Regions from separate parts of the Rattus norvegicus genome. Here region 2 is linked to region 1. The links are chromatin contacts, called in public Hi-C maps. All regions are on one chromosome and are shown on one strand. Each heading gives the region's core, a stretch centred on a gene start, on an enhancer-like site or on the middle of the called end of the contact. The rest is flanking DNA. Distances are from core to core; before and after follow the strand shown.

Region 1 (6,915 bases), core at 1,579-4,078:
AGCGAAGCCTCACGAAGATGCGATAGAAACAGTCAAACAGATCAAACCGGCTTGGTGCTAATAGTGGAAACTCAAAGTAGGAGGACTGGAGAAGGGGATGCCCAGGCACTACAACAGGGATACTAAGAATGTCTTATTGCCTCCTAGTGCACAGATGACAGAAAGCAAGAGAGCCAAGTGCCTGCAGGATATTTCTCTAAAGTCCAGTTAATTTGTCCTCTGGGTGTAGTCTGTTTTCTCTTTAAGAAGACCTCTAGGCTCCCTCCCAAGTATGTGCCTACTTAGCACAAGCTTCCCCAGGAATTCACTGCTGCTTTGAGTGGGCTATTCTGCCTACTTCTCCCTTCTCCTACGGCTGACTATGATGGCTTCTCCATCATTCTGGGAGCATCATTTGATCTTGGTGTTTGATGATGTTCACTCTATAATGGGAGAGATTTCACCTACTTTCTCCATCACCCCCAACATGGAGTTCAAGACAGGCACTGATGAAGTGAGCCTGGAACGTTTGCTACTTAAACACATGTAACACGAATCACCTATCTGGATATCTAGAACCTTCATTCTCGAAATTATTTTCTCAAAAAACAGACTTTATGGAGAATTAATAAAATACAGTTTAAAGAGCATTAAATAAAAAGAATTCCCAGCTTATGGCCAAAACAAACCTCATTTTACTCTGGAACTCTGCCCTGTCCCCCAATTCCCTCCCCTTCCCCCATCCACTCCCTGTCTTTCCCCTCCTCTTCTCTCTCTTTCTCTCCACTTTACCCCTTTCTTCTCTTTCTCAGATCCACCCTTTTATTTGCTTTTTACCTAAGGATGTCTAGGGACTAGAACATTGTATTTCCGAAGTGCACTTTCCTTTTGTTTTCTTGACAAAAACAATTCATTTGTGTCTGAGTTATTGTTTGGATTCTATTGCATTTCTAACAGCCTCCGGTTCAATTAGACTGGGAGGGAAAGCGGACAAGTGCAAAGCCCTTGGTAAAGAGGGTGTGTTTGCATCCTTCCCTACATCATTTGGTAATTGGCAAGAGATTTCAAGGAGGCTGTGGCTCGTACTGCAAGTTCAGTTTGCAATTCCAACTGGACAAAATATAGACACGGATGCACTCAGCTAAGTAATTGGATTCGCTACCTGGAATATTTAAATTGTTTTCAGACACTGGAAATTGGCTTAAGAAGATTAAAGTAAAATACCCGGGAGGATAACAGGCTGTAATTTACGGAGGTGGGAAATCATCTCGGTTAGAGGACCTGTTCATTCTCCTACAGTTGCTCCGGATAGGAGATGTGTTAATCATTAGGGTTGGAATTTCTTTAGGTCCTGACAGCTTGGGTTTTTTCAGGTAAGTTGCTCTTGTCAAACCCATTGGATGACACCCAGGAAGCTACATTGATAGTGTAGTGTGCGCATTTTCAGTAAGAAGCCTTTAAGTGTTCTGAAGGTATCTAGGGTGAAGGGAAGGGAAAGGTCATAGGAAGTCCTGAAGCTGGTCAGGATGTCTCCTATATAGCAAAGGGTGCAAGTGCACCAGAGGATGAAGTTGTAGGTCTATTTCAAAGTGAAGACTTAAGCAAGCTCATTTCTGAAAACCTGGCCCTGTCTGCAAGCCCGTTTTGTGCTCCTCAGCCCTAACAGCCCCTCATCTGCTCACCAATCAACCTCTTGTGTGCACTCACAGCCCTTCCCAAGGCCCCTCACTCCACAGCCAGGCGCTAAAGTTTGGCATCAACGACCACCTGTCGGCTGTACCGCTGTGTCTGTCCTCTGCTGCGTGGCCAGCATTAAAAATGCTCAAGAGTTAGCGGTAACTACAAGGTTTTGGACCTGGATGGTAGGTAGCAGCGTAACTGGACGCCTTAGCTAGCTAGCCGAGGGGGTGGGTGTGTTTGGGGGTTGCTTCTAGTTCTCTCCAGCGCTATCCAGCTGGCCCTAACTTCATGCTCTTTCCAAACTCTCAGTACCTGTCACTGGGTAAAACCTGTCCCTCTGGCTCCACTGGCCCCAAAGACTTAAGTCTCTCAGAGGTGCTGGTCAGACCCACCAAAGACGTCAACTCTAAACCCCCTAGGAGGAGGAGAGCGCGCGAAAAGCTACCACCACCTGCCACCTACCCAGGCAGCTAGCAACCTGTGCGCCCCAGGCTGCCCGCGCCCGCTCCAGCGCCCCATTGCATAACGCGCCCCTCGCCCCACCCCCACGCAGCCCGCCCTCGGGTGCCCGGCCCGCACCCCACCGCGCCGCCCCTCACTTACATCATCCCACTTGACGAATTTGGTGCCCTTCTTGAGGCTGTCGGACACGCACACGGGCTTGAGTTGCAAGGCGTGCACTCCGGGCTGAGCCCCAGCCATCTGGGCTCATCGGGGCTCCGGGCGGCCCGGGCGAGCGCAGTGGAGACGGGACACGGAGCTCCGGGCGCAAGCGGGCTTGGCTCTCGGTTCAGCAGGCTCTTGCCTCCGCTGCCCGCCGACCTCCCGGCCTCTTGGCCTCCGCACCTCTGGCCCGCGCCGCTTAGTAAGCGGGACTACACGCGAAGGCACAGCAGCCTGCCATGCCCCGGGCGGGACGCAGGGTCTGGAGCCCGCGGTGATTGTAGAGCCTCGGGAGACAAGAAGGAGCAGAGCCCGGCAGTGCGAGCCGCCCGCCGCCTGATCCTGCTCGGCCGCCGCCTGGAAGCGCACCATTCAGCACATCCTCTGTGCACAGAGGGAGCGCGCGAGTGACACGCTCCGGTCCCCTCCTCCCTCCGCTCCTCCCGCCCCTGCTCCGCCACCCTCGCTCGCGGTCCTCCTCCCCCAGCTCCCTGCCCAACTTTGCGCGCTGGGTCAGCGACAGCAAGCGGGAACGCAGCGGCACCTCCCGGCTCCCGGGCCCCACTGCAGCCGACGCCTGCGCCGCACATCCTCTGAGCATGCCCGGTGCCCTTAGCCAACGCCAGGGTTTGGGGGCTTTCTGGGAACCTGGATGCCGATTTGGTTGGTTGTTAATCAGATTCTAACCTGTATATAAAGAAGGAAGTTAAGGAGGAATGGGGAGAAAGCCCTAGGCTTTCTTTGTCTCCGGGGCTCTCCGGCCTTTTCAGAGAGGGTTCTCATTTTTATAGAGAAGCACTTGAGAGGTTTAGATCAGGAACTCCAGAGAAACCTTGCCGGGCCAGAAAGTTGACAGATTCTAATCTGGACGGCCCACAAACAGTATTTAGGAAATAAAAAGTTCAGGGGAGGAGGGCAAAGCTTTTATTCCCCCAGGAAGATGAAAGGAGTGGGCTTGGGGTCTGGGCAGGGTGGGAGCCCTATAGAATCAATCGTAGGTGTAGGGATGTCTGTCTTGACTTCACAAGGTTGATACTGTCAAGTGTTTGAGAGGTTGTGGAGCAACTAGAATCTTCATTCATGACAGGGGTGGAGGGTGGGGTATAAAGTGCTAAATCTACCTTAGAAAATAATCTCTAATAAAGTTAAAACTCACACGCTCCAGAAATTCTACTCCTGAGTTTTTTGGTCCACACAAAGGAAAACATACATAGACCTGTCCAGCATGTTAAAGGCAACTGAAAATCGTAAATGTCAAACAACAGGTGACTAGAGAAACAAACTTTAGTACATATATATGTTCCCCAAACTAGATTACTATTCCATGATAATAAAGGACAGACACTCCAAAACATAATCCTCGAGCACACAAAGTTTAGGCTTAGTGAAATGAGCCGACCAAGAGCGTGCAACAAGATGCCCTCTGCACGGTCTGTAGAATAGTCCACGTGTTCTGTGGTGACAGAAAGTAGATCAAGGAGGTACCTGTGGCCAGTGATGAGAAACATTGGCATAAAAGGAAACATTTGAGAATGACAGAAAGGTTTCGTATCTGTATACTTATATTTGTTAAACCTTGTAAGACTGGACACATAAAACGAGTGAATTTTATTCTAATAAATATTGCCATAAAGGCCGATTTTGGAAAAAGAAGAGACAGTATAAAGAAGAGGCTCCAGTAAAATGGTTTTAGACAGTCAAGACAATTGCCAACAAGCCTAATGGCCAGAGTTTCATCCCCAAACTCCACATGGTAAAAGGACAGACCTGACTCCCCCAGTTGTCCCCTGACCTACAAACCTACACCTTGGTACACTAGGGTATATACACACCGAGAGAGAGAGAGAGAGAGAGAGAGAGAGAGAGAGAGAGAGAGAGAGAGAGAGAGGAAGAAGAAGAAGAAGAAGAAGAAGAAGAAGAAGAAGAAGAAGAAGAAGAAGAAGAAGAAGAAGAAGAAGAAGAAGAAGAAAGGGAGGAGGAGGAGGAGGAGGAAGAGGAGGAGGAGGAGGAAGAAGAAGAAGAAGAAGAAGAAGAAGAGGAGGAGGAGGAGGAGGAGGAGGAGGAGGAGGAGGAAGAGGAAGAGGAAGAGGAAGAAGAGAAGAGAAATATGACTTTCAGCCTTTTTTCTCTATGCACTTAGTTCTCAGGTTCTATTGCTACAGTGAAACACCATGACCAAAACGCAAATTGGGAAGAAGAAGGTTTATTTGGGTTGACTGTCCAGATCATAATCCATCATTGGAGGAAGTCAGGATTGGGAACAGGAGCCTGGAGGCAGGAGCTGATGCAGACAGAGGCTTTGAAGGAGAACTGCTTACTGGCTTGCTTACTCAAGGCTTGCTCAGCCTACTTTCTTATAGAACCCAAGACCAGTAGCCCAGGGATGTCACCATTCATAATGGGCTAGGACCCACCCCCATTGATTACTAATTGAAAAAAATGCCTTACAGCTGGATCTCGTGAAGGCATTTCCTCAACAGGGGCTCCCATCTGATGACTCTAGATTGTGTCAGGTGACACATAAACCAGCCAGTACACCAAGTCACTGCGGGCCGATGTTTATAAACTCAACCAAAACACTACTAAAAATATATCTGAAAAGCTAAGGGTGCATCCCAGTGCTAGATCTTTTACCTGATATGTATAGAAGTCTGTTATGAATCCCAAATGCCACCTGAATATATATCCATAGACTAACAGACAGATGGTAGATTATCAATAGGTAAGATGGAAAACCAGTTATATTCTTGGAACTATCACAAGGAGCTAGGATTTCTGTTATCTTTGGAGGGCTTGTCTTGTTCTTGGAGCAACTTCACACACACACACACACACACACACACACACACACACAGAGAGAGAGAGAGAGACAGAGAGACAGAGAGACAGAGACAGAGACACAGAGACAGAGACACAGAGAAAGAGATGGAGAGATATAGAAATAGAAAGTGACAAAAAGAGAGAAACAGAGAAAGATAGAGAAAGAGAGAGACAGAGAGACAGAGACAGAGACACAGAGAAAGAGATGGAGAGATATAGAAATAGAAAGTGACAAAAAGAAACAGAAAGATAAAGAGAGAGACAGCGAGACAGAGAGAGACAGAGAGAGACAAAGACAGAGAGAGACAAAGACAGAGAGAGACAAAGACAGAGAGACAGAGACACAGAGAGAGATATTAAAAGAGACTAAAAGACTTGTTTCATTCTGGTCCTGCCATATCAAAGTATACGATGGATCTGATGCCTATAGTCCTTCCAAGTAGTGGCCCTGACTCACCAGCTACCTCACAGAAGGCAATGCCCTCAAGATCCACATTCATTTTAATCATCAATGACCACAATAAGTCTCTTCTTCCAAGGCTCCAGATCATCTCAATAATCCTTACTGCACGCCCTACCAGGTTGTTTTGTCCTAGTCTTGTCTTTCCTTTTCTCTCCCTCAATTATTTTAGCATCCACTGAAATAATTATTGAGCAGAAAGCTGTAGTTGGAGTACCTTAGGAAGTCAAAATAGACAGGGGCTGCTCCCTAAAAGGTACTCTAGAGGAACCGTAGGCCAAAGTACTAGCTGAACGATTCCCAGGTACTCCATAATGGAATCCTTCCCAGCCATCGGCATCTCTACCCTTTTTTATCTTCAAAGCAAATGCTAAATTGTTTAGCTGGCAACCATGCTTAGTGATGAATTATGAAACTAATTATAATCATTCCATTTTCCTCCACTGACCTTTGTCTGTAACTGCCTGAGACATAAGATAGTCAAATCTAATGAATAAGGTGAAGGTTGAGTACTTCTGAGGAAAATCTCTCATATTTAGGTCCCTTCTTCTCTCTCTTCCTTTCTCTCTCTTCCTTCCCCCTTGCTTGCCCTCCTCCCCCCTCGTTATTTCTCTTGACTGAATAGAACAATGGAGAAACAGAGAGAGGGAGAAGGAGAGGGAGAGGGAGGGAGGGAGGGAGGGAGAGAGAGAGAGAGAGAGAGAGAGAGAGAGAGAGAGAGAGAGAGAAGAGGAGAGAAAAACAGTGTTCTTTTTGGACTCCATAAGCCTCTAAACCATCTCTAGACTTTCTGATAAATGTCATAGTACATATCTTCACCAACTAATCTTTACTGTTACTCTTAGCTGATCTACCATATAGAATAATTGACCCTTTGTAACGGTTAGTTTTAATAGTCAATGTAGCCTAGAATCATTGGATGTAATTATCTCCACCAGGTTGGCCTGTAGGCAAGTCTGTAAGGGATTCCTTCCCTTGTTAACTGATGCAGGAGGACCCAGTCCATCATAGACAACACATTCCCTAGGCTGTGTCCTGAACTGCATAAGAATGAAGAAAGGTAGCCAAAAGCAAGCAAGCAAGCAAGAATGCACGTATTCTTTATTCTCGATTGTGGATGTGGTTTGATTTATTGCTCGTGTTCCTGCCTCAACTTCACCAAAATGATAGACTATGATCTGGGTCACAGAACCAGCAACTGGTACCGACTCCCGGGAAGTTTGATGTTAGAATCCTGACTTGCTATATAGATCTGAGTAGGTTTTTATCTGCTTATAACATATATACAAATATTCCAAATTCTATCGAAACTG
Region 2 (6,915 bases), core at 1,161-3,660, 150 kb before region 1:
CCCTTCCCTTCCCTTTCCTTTCCTTTTTCCCTCCCTCCCTCCCTCCCTCCCCTCTCTCTCTTTCTTCCTTTCTTCCTTTCTTCCTTCCTTCCTTTCTTTCTTTCTTTCTTTCTTTCTTTCTTTCTTTCTTTCTTTCTTTCTTTCTTCTTAGAATTACCTGTACACTAGGATATACTTGGAAACAAGGCTGGAGGAAAGCAAACTCTGACTATCATTACCATTTTGTTTGTGAATTCCAAGCTCATTACTGGTCTATGTCTTCTCATTTGGAAACCGGGTTGCTTGATAAATTTCAAAGCAGGACATAAAGAAGATAAAATGCTCCTAACAGAATTTAAATGGAAAGAAAGCATCACTGAAAGTGCCGAGAGGCCACAATAAGAAATAACAAGGAATGTTTTAAGCTAAAAGGACCAGTGGACCGGCTATTAAATAACTGTACGGTTGAGTTTTAACAAGAAGAATGCCTACATTTTATGTTTCATTTTCATGACGAACAAATTATCACAAAACCTTATTAAACTGTAGCAAGATGGACAAATTACGACTGGGAAAAGAACATGCCAAAAGAGATCACAGGCCCATCCACACTGACAGCCTTTCTAACAAGCTGGCCTGAGTGGAGAGCTCAGCTTTCTACATCAAGTCTCTCCACTAGCAGGGACTAGAAGCCCTGGAGGTTGTGCTTTCATTTCCTAGCACTAAAGCTCTGTGAGTTCCTCAGCTTCATGGCTGAATGGTGTTTTGGGAATGAGGCTATTTACCCAGCATGCACTTGGACCCCTGAGTACTAACTTGGAACAAGCACTTGCTAGGAGATCACCTGTGTATGCATGGTTAAGAGCCACCCAGCATCACCTACCATGGAGCCTTGAAACTGCTTCAAAAACTAATAATGGATAAGAGAACCTGCAAAATTAGACACTCTGACAGTGAGGCTAGAGAATTTGTTTAACAAGCTCTCTGAGAGAATCTGAAGCAGCCTCGAGTATGAAAATTTTGGTTTCAAAGCATTTCAGTGTATTCGTTTTCTCTAAACCCTTACAAGTCCATCCACTCAACATTCTGCTACTTTGAAACCCTCCAGTTGTTAAAAGGGCTTGCATAGTACAGTTACCCAGTGTCTGCTTGCCATTTGACTTCACTCCTTCATTTATTTAATACTTACTAAGACTTAAACACATTACTGAATATAAACAAGGACAAGGATCTTTTTCTCCTGGGTTTATATTCGTGTGTGTGTGTGTGTGTGTGTGTGTGTGTGTGTGTGTGTGTTGCAGTGGGTGTAGACAGAGAGTAAGCAAAGGCATCATGACACACAACATACAAACAAATCATATAACATAAGACATAGAAAAGGGGAGGGAAAAGAGAGTGCATATGTCCCCAGCAGGGCCTGGGGACACTGAGCTGACTTCATCCTCCCAACAAGACCACTGTAGGGAAGAAAACAGAAACTCTACCTTCACGGTTCTAAGAGTCAGCAGCTTTCAACCTCATTTTTTCTTTCTCTCAAGCTTTGATACCCTCATGTAATGACAGCTATAGTTTTTATGAACCTTGGGAAGACTCACTGTGAGGCAGAGATCTGTACTCAGGCATGTTAGGGGATAAAGGTGGGATAAGTTAAAGGAACTGGAAGGAAATAAAGCAAGGGGAGCATAAAGAAGAAAGAAATGGGAGGGGAATAGAGAAAAAGAGGAGGGCTAGGAAGCAGAGGGTAGCAAAGGGAACAGAGAAAGAGGGAGGGAGGCTGGGGGGTGGGGAAGTGAGAAAGTGAGAGAAAGAAGTGAGGCTCTAATGCAGTCACTGAAAATGTACCTGTAAACCTCTTAGGAGCTCTGAGTTGAAAAGGTTCTTCTAGAAGAAGGCAGAGTCCCTGAGTCCCTGAGTCAAAACTTATTAGGTCAGTTTCTACAGAGGAGTTGGTGTATCAATACCCAGCACCTTACAAAACCAACTAACTTAATAAGGGCATGCAAAAAAGGAGCACAAACCACACATTTCTTGGTTTTTTAAAATATTTTTTTCCATCTAGACTAGTGAGTAATAAACCTTTGGCGACATGTCCATCAAACTCTCATCTGTAGCTCAAGTGAATTAGCAGTATTAAAACACTACGTAAGTCTTTGCAAGAGAGTATTAGTTCTGCCAGATATCAACAAAGTGCACAAATTCTTACTCTAGGCAGGTGAAACTGCCAAGATTATAATTGCTTATAACTGGAACTAGGCAAAGAAATTAATGTTGCTGAATAGTGTTCAACTCCCCGAGAGTTGACAAATTTACTCAAGACTGGATATCATCTGGAAAACAAGGAGGAAAAACTCCATGCAATATGGCTAGCTTTTCCTGAAACCCCAGAGCAGTCACATTTAACATGGTAAATATTTAATTCCATCACTTGCAGTTAGCCTTCGCCCTCAGTGTTTCACTCCAACAGCTCAGAGAGCATAGGCAAACATTCGGACTCCTATTACCTGCCTGGTGTTCTTGCTGGCTTAGCTAGCTGCCTTGGGCCAGAATCACAGGAAAAAGGGTAAGCAATACTAGGAGACAAGAAATCTAATGGGAGTGGAAGAAGCTGAACATGACCTTCAACAATGAGGATTCCACAATTCCTCCTTTTTTATGAGAGACTATAGTCTGAGAGAGAACGGTGAGCTTATATTTAATGACTCCAAGAAGAGGGAATAATTTCTCTCTCTTTGGAGAAGGAATCCAGTGCCTTGACAAGTGTTCTTAGCCTGTCAACAACCTGAGTTTGCCTAATTAGACCTTGTGATTTCAAGGACAATTTTCTCCCGTTGAATGCTATGATCAGCAGAGGTATGGTAACTCTTCAGTACTTAGGCTAAATGAGTTCTGAGAGTTTCTCATTAGGCTGGGCCACAAGAGACCTGCAGGAGCATTGGAAGCAGTGAAGCAGAAGCTATACTGACCATCCAGCAGAGCACCCTGGAGCCCAGCACATCCTGTGAGCCATCCATCCCTGAGCTAGTTGGTATAACTTGGGGCTGCTATTATATAGCACATTTTACGAAGACATAAACGATACCACTTTCTCCTGTTGCATCCTCTGATTTGAAAGTAAATGCTGTTGCTTTCTGCTTTATAGAAAAGCCTTGCTGAAGGAGAGGCAAAGCACCCTCTCACACACTCCAAAATTCTTCAAAGAACCAGGGTCTCCTCCAACTCAATGTACCTTCCCTACAGAAGATTCTAGCTAAGTAGCAAACTGGCAGTTGGGTAGAGATCAGTGACTCATGTTCCTCCCGGGGACACAAAATTTAGGGTCTTCTCCACTCTTAGAAATCGAACCCCTCATCTGTAATCATGTGTTTCTGCCAAGTATTTAATATGGATCAATGACAGGCTTAGGGCATCACCTAGATCACCAGTTAGTGGATTTGACTCTATCAGAGACGATCTCTTCAGCTCCCTAACCAAGCGTGTCAACTGAGGAAAACACGGGTCCTATTTCGAGCAAACTGTGACTCTAGACTCATGGAAATATTTCCTTCTTACCCGAGGTCCTCTCCAATCATCTGAGAAGAGATGTGTGCATTTAACAGAGATTAAGCCTAGCCTCACACTGAGAAACAAGATTTATCAAATGTCACTCAGTCAAACACAGTCAAGTATGCCTCTCCTCTCATTTCTAAAAAGGGAGGTAGATCACAGTGAAATCCAAATGGCAAACTTTCCAACTCCATCAACCTCCCACTGATTGCATAAACCTGTAAATGAACTCAGTGCACTCTAGACCAGACATGGTCTCAGAGAGATCCAGAATCTTGAAAATATGCTCTGTAATAGAATAAGATACATCCACCCAAATATCTATCTTTGATGATGAAGCTGTCATAAGACTAAGTAAGGCCAGTTCACTTTTCGCTTTTTTCCCTTTCAGGTTTTTTTTTATTTTAATAATTGACTTCATAACAAAGCATTTCACTTTTACAAGTAAAGTTTATATGTGGTAAAATGTATATATTTTAGTATACATTTGTGAATTTTGATAAAAGCACTCACATTATAGAAACCCTACTAAAATGTGGATTATCTGAATGACCTGGAGGGCCCCCATGCTCTTCTTAATCAACCCCAGGCCTGAAGCAACTAGGATTTCTTTTGACACCATAGATTAATTTTGCTTGTTTCCAAATTCATGCAAATATAAGATGTATAAGCTTACTTCCTCAGCATCATGTTTTAGAAAGACACCCAAGGCTGTGAATATCAGAGTCACTCTCTCATGTTGCTGCATAGGATTACTTGGGGCAGATGTAGAATCACAAATTTTAAGCTTTTGTTCTGATACTTGAAGCTGATTAACCTGCTAATCTGGATAAGGTACATCGTTTCTTTCAAAACATTATTTTAAATTTGAAATATAGTTTAAAAGAAGGCAAGAAAGAACAAAAGATAGATGACGTGCTACACACCTACAGGAAACATTTTATCTTCAAGACCTATTGCCAGCCTGAGAGAAGCCATCAACCCGCTGTCATCTCAGGCACAGCGGCAACAATGCAACCTGAAGAATAATTCCCTGGGTGCTTGATTTCTGGCAAACTCCCTTAACTGGCTAGCACGCTAATCCCTTTCTTAGAAGAACACTTAGCACTGGAAACGTGTGAGGCAAACATAAAAATCCAAGTCCCAGTTTCGTATGCAAATCAGCACCATGGAAACCAGGGCAGCACTGCTGGGCTCGGGGCAACTGGTGGGAAACAGATGCGCTATGAATCAAAAGCTGAAGAAAAGTGCTGTCAACAAGATTATGGACCCAGCTTGCTACTCACCCTGTGGCCTCCTTTAATTCTCAACCAAGAGAACTTGACACTTCTGTGGACTAGATCATCCTGGGGCTTCTAAGTCTCATTTGTGACCCTAACTAGAAAAAACCCCGCTTATTTACAACACAGACATTCAAGTGTAACATTCAGTGATTTTACATTTACACTAAATATAATTTTAGAAGTTGTAAACATGTATACATATCTATTCAAATAACAAAATAAGTGTGTTTCTGTGTCAGGTGGCTGTAGGAATATTTTTATTCCCCAGTTATCTTTGTGTGATAATAATCACCTCTGAATGTTATTATGAAGTTCAACACTAAATCTGATAATAGAAATGAATGTCGTTGTGTATAGGGTAGAGTGGTTCTACCTGGAAAGGTATTCACAGACTTCTAGGGTGATAAACACGTTCTTCTTTTGGCCTGAATGATTATGTCACATATCATCATTGAACTATAGAAAAAAGTTCATTAATTTTGCCATAATTTTCAAATTTACTGCTATAATACAACAGAAGCAATATATTATTAATAGAGAATTCCATAGGTTATCCTAAATCCAGAGGTCCCTAATCCCCAAAGGATCACTGATTCACTGAGAAGAGCTAAGAGCTGCAGTGAGGCCAAGAAAGTCCAATGGACCCTGGCTATTGAGTACCCCATCATCTAGTTAGACGACTCTAATGATCTCCCATGTTTGTCCAGTCTATGTGGATACTTCACAATCATAACCATATGTCTCTGGAGAGAGATGCACCAGCCAAGGCAAGGTGGCATCTGAAACTGAACCAGATTGACAGTGAAGCCCCTGAATGTAACCAAAGCCTTTCCCCTCATCCTCTCTGAAGAAGAAAAAAATAACTGGGAAGGAGACTTTGCTGTATTCCATCCCAGCATTTTCTTAGTATGAACTGTTAAAGATCATTTTGTCATTTGATTCTTGTTTTCAAGCTTGGGTACCTGTCCGGTTTATCCTAGAAGATAACCCAACTCAATTACTTATAGATAAGGACACTCAGCATTGATCCTTTTAACTAAGTAATCATTAGTTACACAATACAGACCTGGGTGATAGCTATCAGGCATTTGCCATTTAAGAACACAAAGAGCTTCCTTCCAAAGAAGTCAATACTCACTCTACTCATGTTGTTGTAGGGCCTATGAACCAACTCTTACTCATCCCGGTAGACAGAGTCAAAGACAGCCTGAGGCTTACTTGACGAGGTTGGCCTATCTTCTAGCTGATGACTTCTAAAGCTGTTTCAGGAAATGACTGAATTCAAACAAGGGAGTCTTGTACTCATGAGCACTGTAACCAAAGGGACCAAAGGGACCTGTGACCCTGGTGCAGACACATTTCCTGCCCCACCTCAGAGCCTGCACCTTCATAAATAAAGGGGTGAATATAAATACTGTCTTCTTACCACAATAGTTGATGACAAAAATGGAAACTACTTGTAATGGTTTGTCTCTTTGTCTCAAAAATTCTTGGTTTCTGACCAAACTATATATATATATATATATATTTCTATGGACTTATTTTAAATGGAACCAGTGAGAAGTGGAAGAGTGACAAAAGAGAGCTGTGGAGGACAAATACACAAGAAAGGTAATATCATAATGAAAGCCATTATTTGCATACAAAGTGAAAAATTAATAAACATATTTGATACCTTTCATCATTACGAAAAAGGAATGCATTAACTCATATCTATCAGATATAAAGGGAGAATAAAGCTAATGTTGGCAGATTTTAATATTATTATCATTATTCATAATTACTCAACAAATATGGTCTAATAATTCTTGGCAGAGCTTATTTGAAGTTTATTGGCTCATGTGAATTAAAACTCTACCCCTTCCACATTTAATTATAAGATATTTGGGGAACTACATCGCTTCCTGTATTTTACTGATATTTTTATCTGTAAAATGGGCCTATTCACAATCCTTCCCTCATGGTCGCTATGAGGATTAAGTTAGTTAATTTTTTCCAAAGAACATAAATCCTCTGGCCCATGCAAAGTCTTATACACCTGTGTATTAAGTGACAAATTAAAGTAAATGCTTTCTCAAAAAAGAATATGACAGTTATCAAATAATCCGCT

What was found. A called contact is a pair of places that touch in the nucleus more often than the background predicts.
Region 2: a contact with region 1 is called in a Hi-C map of kidney, with 4 times the contacts expected there. The contact joins the enhancer-like site here to the promoter of Plcb1 in region 1. A contact is called at or near these places in 7 of 12 Hi-C or Micro-C datasets (Schwann cells, frontal cortex, hepatocytes and 3 more).

What each region holds. Positions count from the first base shown.
Region 1 is chr3:142,508,678-142,515,592 of GRCr8, reverse strand. It overlaps Plcb1 (phospholipase C beta 1), which reads right to left and starts at 2,828. Exons shown (of 32, transcript NM_001077641.2): 1 at 2,263-2,828. The coding sequence starts at 2,361.
Region 2 is chr3:142,656,301-142,663,215 of GRCr8, reverse strand. The region is part of intron 2 of Plcb1 (phospholipase C beta 1); the gene reads right to left. Among named protein-coding and RNA genes, the nearest start is that of Plcb1, 150 kb to the right of the region's middle. Within about 2 kb of position 2,410, at least 3 of the 93 cell types and tissues checked have an H3K27ac peak or open chromatin away from gene starts, as enhancers often do. A contact at or near this core is called in kidney and liver, where this site is marked.